5 separate regions of the Mus musculus genome follow, and all the other regions are linked to region 5. A link is a contact called in public Hi-C and promoter capture Hi-C data. All regions are on one chromosome and are shown on one strand. Each heading gives the region's core, a stretch centred on a gene start, on an enhancer-like site or on the middle of the called end of the contact. The rest is flanking DNA. Distances are from core to core; before and after follow the strand shown.

Region 1 (2,700 bases), core at 46-2,545, 2.7 Mb after region 5:
CTTGGAGAAGCTTCCAAGCAGCCACAGTTCTTCAGCCGGTCGATCTCAGCAGTCAGAGCCTTAATCTCCCTTTCCTGTAAGGGAAAGGCAACTTTTCCAGGTCAAACAAATGCTTCCCGGATAATGGCAAACCTTACCACAGACTTCCTCATTTCGCTCTCCACAACATGTGGGGTAGAAAAATGAGAATGGACTTTGCAATGATTTTACTGACGTCAGCAATCATCCTTTATGAGATGGAACTGAGTTCACATGTGTGTGCTGGGGATGAGGGACTGCGGGGCAGAGAATATAACTCAGCCAAGTGTGCATGGCAGTACACATCTCCAGTCCTAGCAGTTGAGAGGCTGTGAGTTGAAAGTCCAGGGCCAGAGTCAAACACGGAAGTCTCTTCTTTAGCTAGGTGCATCCTGATTTAGTCAGAGTACAAGTTTCTGGCTTTACTACCTGTGTTGCTAAATCTAATGACTTGGGACTAAAAAAAACCAAACCAAATCAAAAACGACAAAACAAACCAACAAACATCAGTAGGAGTTGGGGACTTGCACCCCTCAGTGCTGCTTGCCACACATAGGCCTTGGCTCTGGGTTAGATCCCGAGACAAAAAGGAGTCAATCCATCTTTTGTCATATTCGAAATCACTCAAGTGTCCGTCTTTGCCTTTTCTGGGTCTACGTAAACTTCATATATATATGGTTTTTTTTTTCCCCATCTCTCCAAGATCTGCTACTATTCACTGGACTCAGCAGTAAAGAGCTTGTCCATTTATTTTGCACCTCGGGGATGATTTGCATAAAAGCAGTTATTGTCCAGGGAAGACTTAGACAAACTGAGTTCCTAACGCTAGTGTCTAGGCCCGAAAAAGAAAAGGGGCTGGTCTTACTTTCGTTTTTCAAAATTGTGACACTGTTCCAGACCAACACTGGCGGCTTCTTGGGAAGTTTCCGGCTGGGTCTCAGGGCACACCTGTCCTGCTCTAACCTGGCCTGGGCGACCAGCAGAGTGAGCCTCGCTCGCTGTCCACCCTCTCTTCTCTGAGTGACAGTCGCACGACCCGGCCAAGAGGAAAGGGCCAGCGGAGCAGCAAGGCTTCGCAAGCCCCGAGGTCCCGGACTGGGGTCGCCGCGGCCGCCTGTGGAAGCCACTGCGGACTCTGCCCCGCCGCCGCCCGCTCCAGAGCCCTCCGCCCCGCCCAGGGACAAACCTGCTGCAGCAACCGCGCGGAGCACTGAGCCACCAGACCGTCCATCCTCTCGTCAGCGACTCACATGCCAAGCGGCCGGAAGCGGAAGTGTCTAGTTTGGGCCGGAAACGGAAATTCCTACCCGGGTAAGTCACTGTTTTTGGTTTTTCAGGGCGCGCCCTCTGCTGCCCCCTAACGGGATCCAGGAGACACTGCGAGAGAGGCGGGGAGCAGGCCAAAGCAACCTACCCTCTGCTTGGAGGCATGGCGCGGGCATGGGCACAGAACCCATCCCTCTTTTGTTTTGATTTTTTGTGTTTTTTGTTTTTGTTTTTTTCGAGACAGGGTTTCTAGCCCTGGCTGTCCTGGAACTCCCTCTGTAGACCAGGCTGACCTCGAACTCAGAAATCCACCTACCTCTGCCTCCCAAGTGCTGGGATTAAAGGCATGCGCCACCACTGCCTGCAACTCATCCCTCTGTTAAACAGGCATTTTTGTTGTTGTTCACATTAAGGTGCTAGATACTCTCTCCAGGATGTGAAGATGTTTAGAATGTATGATAAAAAAAGGTCCTTAAACTAATGGAGACTGCCTGAAAGGGGAAAGAGAAAACAATGGCTTTCCTTTTCATTGTATGTGTAGTGCGCGCGTGCACGCGCACATGTGCATGTGTAGACTTTTTGTATTCCACTCTGACCTTTGACTCTCCATCCTCCTGCCTCAGCCTCCTTACCAGGCAAACAATGTTTTAATTACCAAGAAAGGAAGGTGGTACAATGACTTGAGCCAGGCAGCCTCTTGGAGCATCTCTCAGGCTCTTCTGTTCGTTTGAAAGATGTAGCCCAGGGTAGTCTTGCATTTAGCTGAGCTTCTGATCTTTTGTCTTGAACTTCTGATCTTTTTCTTTCCACCTTCCAAGGGTCGTGGTAACGTGGTTTTACCACCAAGATGGATTTAGTTCACGTTAAAATTTACTTATCTTCATCCTAAACAATAATATCTATGAATCCATGGGCTGAGTGTGTGGGCTAAAGATGCTACATATTAAATAAATATAGGACTTGAGAGGTGGCTCAGTGGTTGAGAGCACTGGCTGTTTTTTTTTCCCCCAGAGGTCCTAGTTTGATCCCAGTATTCACATGGCAGCTCACACTCACCTATGAACATGTAGTTCCCTGGGATTTGATGCTCTCTCCTGGTGTGCAAGCATACATGCAGACAAAACACCCATATACATAAAATAGATAAACTTTCAAAAACAATCAACATATTATTATAGATAATAAAGAATGCAGCCATATCTACCTGTGTTTTCTTTTTGCTAGGTAGAGCGGGCTGGCCTAAAACTCAAGCATTTCCTGTGTTCTGGGATTACATCTGCTGCCTCTCCGGGCCTATAGTTTTCTATATTGTCACCAGTGGTACCTATACCCACTTTGAGAAAATGCTGCATTAAGGCACTTGGCTATCACCACAGCACATAAAAAAATGTTAAAAACACACACACACACACACAC
Region 2 (2,700 bases), core at 6-2,505, 2.2 Mb before region 5:
TGTTGTCCTATCTAACAGAAAAGATAAAGTTTGGGCTGTAAAAGAAAACTAGTAAGGCAATAGATTGAAGTTTAAATGCTAATTAATACATACATTGAGGCTATACATTGTGGCACACACCTTTAAGCCCCGCCCTCAGGAGGCCGTGGCAGGCGGATCTGTTTAAGTTCTAGTTTGCACTTGTTTACTTTTTTGGCGGTGCTGGCAATGGAATCCAGATCTAGGTGTGTGGTAAATTTGTCTGTAGTAGTTACACATGGATAGACATTTCAGCACTACAATCATTCAAAACTGAATTTCCATTCTTGTTAGATTATACACCAAAATCTCGTATTCTAGGACTGGAGAGATGCCACAGAAATTAAAAACACATTATTACTCTTCTCGGAGGGGTGAGTACAGTTCCCAGTTCTCACATTGGGAGCCTCACAGCCACTGGCTCTTTCATTCTTGCCTTTTTACACAATACACATTAATTAACGATCATAAAATCCTTTTTAATCTCATGTTCTAGAGTCCTAAATAATAGTGGTAATACATTCAAGCCTCTAGTCTATTCTGCATGGCCAGTAGTATTCCGCATATAAGCTCACTAATATCTTCCAAACCAAATAGCCCTCTCAAATGCCTTAAGGGAAAAGATTCTCAGAAGCTGTATACGTCGTTTTTAAGTGTGTGTTGGAGAGAAAGAATGAATAGAGATGGGACTCCTGTCTGTTGGACGGTTGTGCGGGTAGGGTGATGTGCTAGTTAATTCTAAAACTTCCTCCACAGAGTGGGGCTGTAGAGAAGCCAGATCTAACGTAATGAGATTTAAAGGAGGGAGATGAAGTGACCGCTGATCTCCTAGTTAGTATGGAGGGCATATCCACTTAGTGTGCTAAACGAATTAATGAATGAACGAACACACTTAGGCTTGGGGTCGATAAATGCTTGGGAAAAAAAGGTTCTGGAAGAAAAAGCTAAGGAATCGAGGGCTGGCCCGAATGCTTCGTGCCAGAAAGAGGGGAGAAGGCTGCGGCTCGTGAGGGCACTGACCAGAGAGAACTCGGTACCAGGCCAGTTGACTCGGAAGGGGATGTCGTCGCTGAGCTGGGGCAGCGCTCGGCCGCCGCCGGACGCCTCCAGGAGACCGTACAGAACCAGCAACAGTGGCCCTCCGGGGACCAGGCTCCGCAAGCCGCCGTCTCCTTCCTCCATTGCCGCGTCCTCCAGCCACCGTCACAACCTCCTCTACCAGAGGAGAACAGGAGGAGGGGAGGAGGAGGGGGAGGAAGGGGGGGAGGAGGAGGGGGAGGAGGAGGGGGAGGAGGAGGAGGAGGAGGAGGAGGAGGAGGAGGAGGAGGAGGAGGAGGAGGAGGAGGAGGAGGAGGAGGAGGAGGAGGAGGAAGAAGAGGAGGTACTACAAAGCGTCCTTAGTGCAGGGGACCCAACCGCCGCCGCCACGTCTCCTTGCAGACGGCTGGGCAAAGCCGCCTCCGCCTTACAAGGGCTTGGGGCCACCGCTTCCGGGGCAGGCAGCACATCAACATCCGGGGTTGTTGAGTCGGTGGCCTACGGAAGCCCGCGCTTGGGTCGCGTTGCATTGCGTTGCTGCTGTAGCATCCTAGCGGTTGGACTCAAACGCAGAGGCCCGGGACTGACGCCGGTTGAACGGGTCTGGAGACGGCGCTTGGACGAAGCGGCCCGGCCAGGTGAGTCCTGGCCCGCGCGCTCAGTCCAGCCGCTAGGGACTCTCGGGATTTGGGGGTGAGTGGGCGGCGGCCCGCTCTCAGAAAGCAAGTAGAGAACCGAGCTGTGCAGAGTCGAAGTAGAACTTACAGTTCCGACTGAGCTGCCTACCCTCCAGTCTTTTGCTATTTGCACTCTCCATCTTCTCTCCAGAAGCTTCTCTTAGTTTCTTTTGATGGCGACTGTTGTCACGTCTGTCTCAGATGCTGTGTGTTTGGGGACACCCCCAGTGACACCTGCCACGTCCTTCGACTTTGGCATAGATTTGTTGGGTGGCTAGGCGCGTACAGTCCTGCATTTTTACTTCAGGAGAAGTTTTCCCTCCCTTGACTCAAGTGTTGGACTGTTGTTATTTTACTTAAGTCCAGAAAGTTTATGTCAAGGCCAGAGCCAGGTGAATGTGAAGTTATGAATCAAGTTACAGCAGACTGAATATAGACAGAAAGTTTTGGTTTTTGTCCCCTTCTTGAAAAAAGAAAATAATGTCCACATTTTTTTTCATCTCCTGTGTAATAATTTTACAGTGTTTGCCATAGAACATTTGGTAAGGACTGCCCATGTTGTGGTGTTAAAATCCACTGGGAGAAGAGACTTAGACTCAATTCAAATTTAGACTAAATGAACTTATTCTTACTGTTGGCAGAAGGAAGGGAGCCATAGAGCAAATACAGCCCACCATGCAAAAGGTGAATTAAGGTGGGGCTTTAAGGAGGACATCTGAATTACATGGATTACTGATATCCATGGAGTCTACATCTGATCAGGAAAATTGTCTCACTTCTCTCAGTTGTTTCTTACTTTCTCATTATACAGTAATAAAAAAAAAAAAACCATTTTATCCCTTCCCCAAAGCGATAGTAAGTTTTACAAAAGGCAAGCAGCCTTTAATGCTTTATAGCCCCATTGTCTGATTCTTATCTATCCATTAGGATCTCCCAGGCATTCCAGAGCAAAAGACTCATTGGCCAG
Region 3 (2,700 bases), core at 164-2,663, 2.6 Mb after region 5:
TCCCTGGTTTCTGCTGCTGCTACTTGCTCTTGGGTGGGGGCCGATAGACCCCGACGACGACGGCGTGGTCCCTTTCGTAGGGCTCCAGAGTCAGCTGCTCCTGTGGCTTCAAGTTCTCCTGTTGCAGCTTCCTCACCTCAGAAGCAAACACGGCCTCGGCAGACGCTGTGGAGTCGATGCAGTTGGCCTTGATGGAAATGAGAAAGTGGCCTCCGTTGCGCAGAAAGGTGTGGGCGTTAAGCGCCACGATGCGCGACTGATCTGGCTGGGCCACATCGGCGAAGATCACGTCCACCATGCCAATGAGCATGCGATACTTGAGCGGGTGCCGGGCATCTTCCAGCACCGGGATGATGTTGGTGCGCTTCTTGGCCACGTTGACCAGATCGCGGCCGGCGCGATGGGAGAATTCAACCGCATAGACCAGGCCGTCGGGGCCGATGATGTCGGAGACGTGTGAGACAGTGGTTCCGGAGGCGGCGCCCAGGTACAACACTTTGGACTTGGGCTTGATGTGGATCTGGTCCACGCCGCCCAGGATGGCCGCTGCCAATTTGGAGCGGAAGGGATTCCACGTGCGGTACTCCTGTTTCTCCCCGTTCTCCATCACGGTGACGCGCTTCTCGCCGTACACCGAGACTCCAGGCACCATGTTCAGTGTGACCAGAGCATCCTCCGCGCCGCGGTAGATGAACACGCCCTCGTGCCGATGCGGCTCCACCGACACCGTGATGCCCTTCTTGCGGCGGTTCTTGTTCTTGCCTGGACCGCCGCGTCGCTGCCTGTCGCCGCCGCCGCCCCCGCCGCCCCCGCCGCCGCCTCGTCCCCGGCCCCGGCCGCCGCCGCTGGAGCCGCGTGTGCGTGCCCCGAAGCCGCCTTTGGTCCCTGAGCCCGTGTCACCTCCCTTGCTGCCTCCCTTGCCGCCACCCCAGCCCCAGCCGCCGCGGCCGCCCGCGGGTTTCATGGCCCCCGCAGCTCTCAGGAACTGCCGCGGTGGTCGGGGATCGCGAGGGACCCGGGCGGTTGCTGCGGAATGGGGACAAATTGTTGGCGGCGGCTGCCCGCAGGATTAGCCGCAGCGGGATGCAGGGGGCCGCGGTGCGCACATCCCCGGATCCACGCTTTGACGCGGTGACTTGCGTGATTGCATCACAGCCGTTTTGTAGCCCCTGTAGCCCCGGAAGCCCCCCTGCACCAGCTGCGCGCAGACACAGCCTGCTCACTTGTAACCCTTTGCCTTCTCTCGAGTCTGCTGGTATTTATTCTCTGCTTTCCCAGGGACTCCAGCTTCTTTCCCTGGATCTCGCAGTGGCCAAGCGTCTCTGTGGCAGAGAGATGGGAAGCGCGCATCCACTAGTCCTTGAGTTTCTTAGTTTCTTGCTCTCCCGTGTGTCAGCAGGAAACCTATGTGTAACCTAAATCATATGGCACTTACTTCAGAAAAAAAAAAAAAAAGGAAATTACTTCGATGTTTCGTCTGTGCTTTAAAAACCATTCTTTCATCCAAACCTTGAGGAACTGGAGGAAGAAATGGGCAGCACCGCGGATAGAAACCCAGACGTCCCTACATAGGCTTTAGCGTCCAGTCAGCACCAGGGACAGCTACCTCAAACACGTCTCTTCTGACCACTATTGGTGGCTTTGGGGCCAAGCTGGACTTCTGTGTAGCTGATCTAAGCACATGTCTGACCTCCCTGTTAGTGGAATTAAGTGCCAAGTCCAGGGAGATGGTGTTGGGCCCCCAAGGGCCCAAGTGTTGAGAACGCGACCCCCAGAAACACACAGCTTGACGGCAGAACGCTGCAACAATGACAAGAGGTTTTTATTCTAACGTGCGTGGAATAAAACCATGGGGGGGGGGGGCGTTGCTCAGCCTCGCAGGGAGAGTAAACCCCGATTGTCAAAAGTACATCTTTTTTATAATCTTTGAAAGGGGGGCACCTCACAGTGATATCATTATTGGCTAGCAAAGCAATAGTGTATTTTTAATTTTAGTGATCAGCTGTTGATGTGCCAGAAAACTTCGTCAGCAAGGTTAGGACAGTATGTGGTTTATTGTGGAATTCAAACTGAGGCAGGATTTCCAAGGACTGTTATCTGTGTTATAGCTAATTTTTGAGAACTGCTAATCTTGCTCTGGTCAACTGTGGTCATCATGACCTCTTAGTCAGTCCTCTCAGATGGGGAAGGGCCCGGGTGGTATTGAACTATTGAACTTGCTTATATTGGCAGGGAAAGGGAAAATTCCTCAAGCAGCAGGGGGAAGGGAAAAGCTTTTGCAAATAGCTTTGGTGCACATTAGCCAAGCTAAAAACTATATTTCTTCAGTGGAATGCACCTAAGAACTAGAACATGACACAGGGAGAGGATATTAACTCCCCATATGTGCACACATTAATCTCCTCTCCTGTCTCACATCCACAGACAGCAATGGCAGGGCTGTTCACCCCTGAGTATTATAAGACTTTCTTGATGAGGGCCACAAGTCTGCATGAGGATATAGAGAAGGTGGCAGAGGAAGAAATGCAGGATTCCTGTGATAGCTTGTTCGTGGGAAACACTCTAATTACAATTTGAAGAGTATTCTCTAAAATGAGTTACATTTGCTGTCTTGGTTGTGTTTCCACCAATCAGACCTTGTAATGACTAGTTTTTGCATATATTTGAATTGGCCATGGGATGCTCAGATACTTAATCAAA
Region 4 (2,700 bases), core at 74-2,573, 2.2 Mb before region 5:
CTGATTTAAAGCCTGTATCTTTTGAGCAGGTACACACTGTGATCTTTCCCTTTCCTAAAATCTCTTCTGATACTTGGTTTCCAGTATTTCAGAATATTATGCTTTAGAGTATTTTTTAAAAATGGTGCTGGGAATTGAACTCGGGCAGGGCCTTGCATGCACTAGGTAAGAACTCTACTACTAAGCTATATTCCCAGACTTGTTTCTGAGCTTGAGGTCCAGGCCAGTATTGAACTTGTGATATTCTTTTGGATTACAATTTTGTACCAGCAGACTAGGCTAATTTTAAGAGTATGTTGGAGAACACAGGAACATTCAAAACCAAAGGTTAGATATTAACCAAACAAGTTACTAGTTCATACTTGTTTAACTTTTTTTTTCCACAGATTTTTTTTTTTTTTTTTTTTTTTTTTTTGTAGCCAAGGCAAATAGTGAGCTGCTTCTAACACTCTGAACCCCTGGAGAGCTGAATGCTTTATATGACCGAACTGAAAAACAGATCCAATGATTTGTATTTACATTAATAATTCAAGAGAACTATGGAGAAGGAACATTCAAATAATGGAGATTTTCAATTCATTACTCAGAACGAACTGCAAACCTCACATAACTTTGCTTATACCTCTCAATCAAAAAATCACCATGGGCATAAAAATTGGAATGACTGGAAACTAGTTCTTTCATGATCTTAGGCATTTTAAAACTAAAACATTGGAAACATAAATTGGAAATTTACAGGCACATATAAATTCAGACCAGTAAAAACCTGGCATAATATAGACATATCAACGAATTTACACACTGACCATGTGGTGACATGAAAATTCAACTTTATTATTTTGTGGGGTGGCAGAGGTTGCCAAGATAAGGGTGCTGTCCTGGCCACTTCAGCCTTGGGCGAGCTCCCTGTGCCCGTGCTTTCTGCTTTAGAAACTAATTACTGGCTTCTGAAGCGGCCTAAGGATATCCACTTCTTGAGAGAGGCAAGGGCAGGTGGCCAATGAAGTTGAGAGCTTTATCCTGTTCCAGTGCTCTGCTGGGTAGGTGGGCATGAGGCGCTGGCTCCTTACCTTGCCTGGGACCCCGCGGTGGTCCGTGCTACCTTGCCAGAAGCGCCGACTGTAGTTTGTGATGTAACCAACCAGCTTGTCCTGGTAGGGGAAGTCCACCTTCCAGATGAGGGACCCATAACCAAACACCCACATCTTTCTGGACCCTGACCGGCACTCGGACTTCAGAACGAGACTGCTACCGAGGGGAGTAACCGGCTGCTGGGGCAGTGCCAGGCGCTCTGGCTTCGCCTGATGTGCGGCGCAAAGCACACTGGGTTTTCAGAGCTTCTATGGTGCGGGAGGGGTGGGGGTAGGGAATGGGAGGCAGGGGACTACATTACCCACAATTCTTTAGAGTTTTACGACTCTCGAGTTGGAGCAGCACCCCTCCCACCTTTTTTTCTAGTGAGAATTGAAAGAGGAGAAAAGGCAGGACTCCTGTCTTATAGGGCACCACAATTAGCACGTAGTCATTTTGTTGTGCTTTGAAAATTGGCTAGCTGCCCACATCAAACAGCAGCCAGAGTGGCAGATCCCGGAAGTATAATATCTGTATGACCAAGTCCTGTGTCCTTTGCTTTTAAATAGAAGCAAAACAGTAGTTTTATGTGTGTGAAAAAGCAACTGGATTCTAATGGAAGTTGCTTATCAGATTGGGGGGAGGGGGGGAAGAACGGGACTGTTTAAGCATGATGAAGGAGAGAGGTTTTTATACAGTAAGAGACATCTGGAACAGTTCACAGTGGGCAGGACCAAACTGAGCTGTGCCATGTGAGAAGAGGGAGGGAAAGAAAGATGAGAGAGAGGGACTAGGTGCAGCAGCCTGGAGGCTCAAAAGGGATTTGGTTGGATTATATAGGAAAGGGCTGCTGCTAGAAGGTCAGCCCAGCCCTAGGGATGGAAAAGTTTAGAGTAGGGGTTGGGGTATGCCAGCAGGAGGGTCCTGAAATAGATCAGGACCGAAGGATGCAGGAAGAACTTGGCAGTCAGTGCCTATTATGATGTTAAGTAGGCACCTCAGCCATTTTTCTCACTTTTGAAACCTACCACTTATTTAAACTTCAAAGAACAGTTTGTTCAGTCTTAATCTCGGAGGCTCAGAGACGAGCAGGTGCACTCTCCCATTACATTACTTCACCAGTGGCTTTTACAGTGCTGCTTATAGAATCCTTTTCTTTTCTCAGGTGAATGGCTGCTGTTTTGTTTAATAAGAAACTTTGAGGATAATGAATATTCTTTACTGAACACTTAATTTGGATGGTTGAGGAGAATTCTTATATTTAGTTTAAAATGTATTGTTTTTCCTGGATTTCCTTCTTAACTCTTAAGTATTTTCATTGCCTCCCCATCAGACAGTTCTATTCTTGCAGAACTATGGCAGGACACCTTAAATTTTAGATAAAAACACTAGTGGGAAAATATGTAGAACCACTGTTGACTATTGGGAAACATATTTTCTTAGTCTTCCTTTGGGTTGTGTTCTTTGTATTCTTAAGATTATAATATTTTATGTATTTGAATTTCTCAAAAATTGAAAATTAAGTGATATATATACACTCCCTCCCCCCAAAAAGAACAGAGCTTTGTTTTTTGTCTTTGATTGGCACCCCACTGAAAAGCAAGCTGATGTCCTAAATGTTGCTATAGT
Region 5 (2,700 bases), core at 78-2,577:
TCCTTTAATCTCAGGACTGTTAAAAAGCTAAAACGTGAATCACTGAAAAACAAACTGATTCTTTTAAACAAAAACTGGGTGTAGGGTAGGCAGCAAGACTATAGATGTGATCCCCAAAAGCCTTGATGCTAAAGCGAATCTTGTCTGTTCAACAGATCCTTCCCTCTCCCCACCCCAAGAAAAAGTAGTTCTAGATAGAGCCAGGTAGATGATTTAAGGGTACTCCTAACATTAAGCCACGTGGGCCATCAGTACAGCTATCTGCAACGTGATGCTGACTCCGCCTACCAGAGGCAAATTAAAAAGGGGGGGCTCCATCACTGTGGATACTGAAAGATATGAACAAAGATCTCAAAAACCCATACGCCACGGGCTATGAAATAAACATTTCCCTCCCAGAACTTTTAACTAAGCCACAAGATCCCACGGCTGAAGGTTGGCTAGAGTCGGAGAGCCCGGATGTAGAGCCCACACCCCCTCCCTAACCCCCAACCACGTGGCAACCACGTGCTCCTAGGGGTTGCTGCCCCTTCTGCCTCAGGGCGCCTGCTCGGACCATTCCCCGTTACTGGGCGAAGCCCTCGGTCGCCACAGAATACAAGATGCGGCCCCTGGAAAGCCCAGCGCCTGCAGATGTATCCTCCCCAACAGGGCGGAGGTAGGCCTCGCCTCGCTCCACAGGCCCCTTTCTCCCGTGCCGCCTGCCGTGGCTCAACACAAGAGGAAAAAAAGGAGCTCGGAAGCGACCGTGCGGGCTTTCGTGCACAGGAGAAACGCCTCTCAAGTTCGCGCCACAGGCAAGGTCGCACCCTCGCCGGCCGGCCGGCCGCTCCTAACACCCGAGGCTACAGGCTGGGCCGCTCCCGCCCCATTTTCCGGCGGCTTTCCTAGTGTTCAGGCCGCTGCTTCTAAGGCCTGGGAGATTCCTCCTTGCTCTCCGGCCTCCACCTACGCCGCGTTCCCCACACGCCAGGCCTCGGCTGGGCTCCCGCCCCCCCCCCCATCACCAGGCCCTGCACACGCTTCCCCCTCCAGTCAGTTACCGAAAAGGTAGTTCTGAGGCCTAAGAGGACTCATGTCCATATCCATCGAGTCTTCCATGAGGTGGAGGCGCGCACTTCGGTGTGGGAGAAGCCGGACGGAAAACAACTGCCTCCTGTTCCACAGAACAGACGCGCAGGACGGAATCACGCCAAGGAAAGGACGCGGGCTCTCCGCACGTATATATGGTCGCAGGAGATCTCGCGAGATCTGCGCTAGTCCTGCCTCCGCGAGCCTCCTCTGGATCCCTCCCACTCCCCGCACAGTCGCGCTTTTGCGCGTGCGCCTTTCATCCTCACGCCTAGGTACCTCGCCCCCCTCCTCCTCCAGGTGCTTGGCGGGCTCTCACTGCGCACGCGCGTTCGTCTCTGGCCCCGTCCCTCCACTACTGTCGCCCAAGCGCAGGCGCGTTTTCTCTTTGTGGCCTCGCTCTGGGTTTTCAGGGCTTCCACGTCTTCTCCGCTCGTGCTCGCGGGCCCAGGGCCGAGAGCGTGCGCAGCCCACCCTGAAAGATGGCGGCTGCAGCCAGGGAACCACAGAGCGTCTCTTTTCTCCACCCTCCGTTCCCCGTAGGCCTGGAACAAGCATAATCACCTCAGGATTTGGCTTGCTCGAAGGCTTGCTCTTCGTTTTCACGTAGCTTCAGGAGCCCAGGGCGGAGTGGCTGGATCTAGGCTACTTTCCCCGCAGCCATGCTTTTGCACCTCTTTTCTGAGGCAGCATTTTCAAAACGAAAATTATCAGCTTTATGTCATTTGGGGACCAAAGAGAAACCCAGTCAGTCGCCTCCAAAGAGCATCTTTCTAAAACTTTAGAGCGTGCAGAACTGAGAAAACGCAGGCCGTCTTCATCATTCCAAATGAAGGCCTATCGCTTTTTTAGAAATTCATGAGCCTTAATACGAATCTTCGGCTGGGAATTAGCGCTTTAAAATGAATCCTGACGAACATCCCTCAGCGTTGGGTGCTTTCTGACAGCGGCCCTAATCTTTTTATCTCAACATGGAGCTAGCATATTTAAGAATTTGGGGGAGGAATGTAGATAATGGTACCAATGTTTGTAGACTCCAGAGACGTGTCAGATATAAATGCATGTGAGCCCATTACGTATCAAATCCTAAATTCGGAGATATCTGTCAATATGTGAATTTCAGTTTGCAACTATAAGGAAAAAATCATGAAACTTGGAAGAATTGTGTGTGTAAATAAACAGAGAAAAAAAAAAAAAAAGTCGGGCGTGGTGGCGCACGCCTTTAATCCCAGTTTGCGGGAGGCAGAGGCAGGCGGATTTCTGAGTTCGAGGCCAACCTGGTCTACAGAGTGAGTTCCAGGATAGCCAGGGCTATACAGAGAAACCCTGTCTCGAAAAACCAAAATAATAATAATAATAAAATAAACAGAGATAGACTGGGTATAGTGTGGGAAAGAACGGGTGAACAGAATTTGACCATCCAAACTGAGAAGGTGCAGGAGGAAGCATTGATACCCCTTGAGCCTGTGCAAGCCAGACAGTTTGATTGTTTCTGGATTCTGAAGCTTATTTAAATGCAGCTCATGCTGGTTTAATCCCAGCACTCTGGAGGCACAGGCAAGTGGATCAGGAGTTCAAGACCAGTGGTCTACAGAGCAAGTTCCAGGATAGGCAGGACTACACAGAGAC

Evidence for each region. Promoter capture Hi-C pulls out the DNA fragments that hold promoters and counts their contacts. A called contact is a pair of places that touch in the nucleus more often than the background predicts.
Region 1: a Hi-C map of B cells shows a contact between it and region 5, with 8 read pairs. The contact joins the promoter of Rars here to the promoter of Npm1 in region 5. A contact is called at or near these places in 2 of 39 promoter capture datasets (embryonic stem cells and pre-B cells), 3 of 484 Hi-C or Micro-C datasets (B cells, CD4 T cells and pre-megakaryocyte-erythroid progenitors), 2 of 115 datasets of contacts at active chromatin or transcription factors (embryonic stem cells and extraembryonic endoderm stem cells) and 2 of 9 other capture datasets (adipose tissue and liver).
Region 2: a contact with region 5 is called in a Hi-C map of CD4 T cells, with 5 times the contacts expected there. The contact joins the promoter of Erlec1 here to the promoter of Npm1 in region 5.
Region 3: a promoter capture Hi-C map of embryonic stem cells shows a contact between it and region 5, with 3 times the contacts expected there. The contact joins the promoter of Fbll1 here to the promoter of Npm1 in region 5. A contact is called at or near these places in 2 of 39 promoter capture datasets (embryonic stem cells and pre-B cells), 1 of 115 datasets of contacts at active chromatin or transcription factors (large pre-B cells) and 2 of 9 other capture datasets (adipose tissue and liver).
Region 4: a Hi-C map of CD4 T cells shows a contact between it and region 5, with 10 times the contacts expected there. The contact joins the promoter of Chac2 here to the promoter of Npm1 in region 5. A contact is called at or near these places in 1 of 484 Hi-C or Micro-C datasets (CD4 T cells) and 1 of 115 datasets of contacts at active chromatin or transcription factors (pro-B cells).

The regions. Positions count from the first base shown.
Region 1 is chr11:35,833,233-35,835,932 of GRCm38.p6, forward strand. Rars (arginyl-tRNA synthetase) reads right to left here and starts at 1,296. Exons shown (of 15, transcript NM_025936.3): 1 at 1,205-1,296; 2 at 1-74. The coding sequence starts at 1,249.
Region 2 is chr11:30,952,876-30,955,575 of GRCm38.p6, forward strand. Erlec1 (endoplasmic reticulum lectin 1) reads right to left here and starts at 1,256. Exons shown (of 14, transcript NM_025745.3): 1 at 1,039-1,256. The coding sequence starts at 1,200. Asb3 (ankyrin repeat and SOCS box-containing 3) reads left to right here and starts at 1,523. Exons shown (of 10, transcript NM_023906.3): 1 at 1,523-1,694.
Region 3 is chr11:35,797,471-35,800,170 of GRCm38.p6, forward strand. Fbll1 (fibrillarin-like 1) reads right to left here and starts at 1,414. Exons shown (of 1, transcript NM_001004147.3): 1 at 1-1,414. The coding sequence starts at 964. The coding sequence ends at 20.
Region 4 is chr11:30,985,042-30,987,741 of GRCm38.p6, forward strand. It overlaps Chac2 (ChaC, cation transport regulator 2), which reads right to left and starts at 1,324. Exons shown (of 3, transcript NM_026527.3): 1 at 1,071-1,324. The coding sequence starts at 1,205. All of the region lies in intron 1 of Asb3 (ankyrin repeat and SOCS box-containing 3), which reads left to right.
Region 5 is chr11:33,161,879-33,164,578 of GRCm38.p6, forward strand. It overlaps Npm1 (nucleophosmin 1), which reads right to left and starts at 1,328. Exons shown (of 11, transcript NM_008722.3): 1 at 1,044-1,328. The coding sequence starts at 1,101.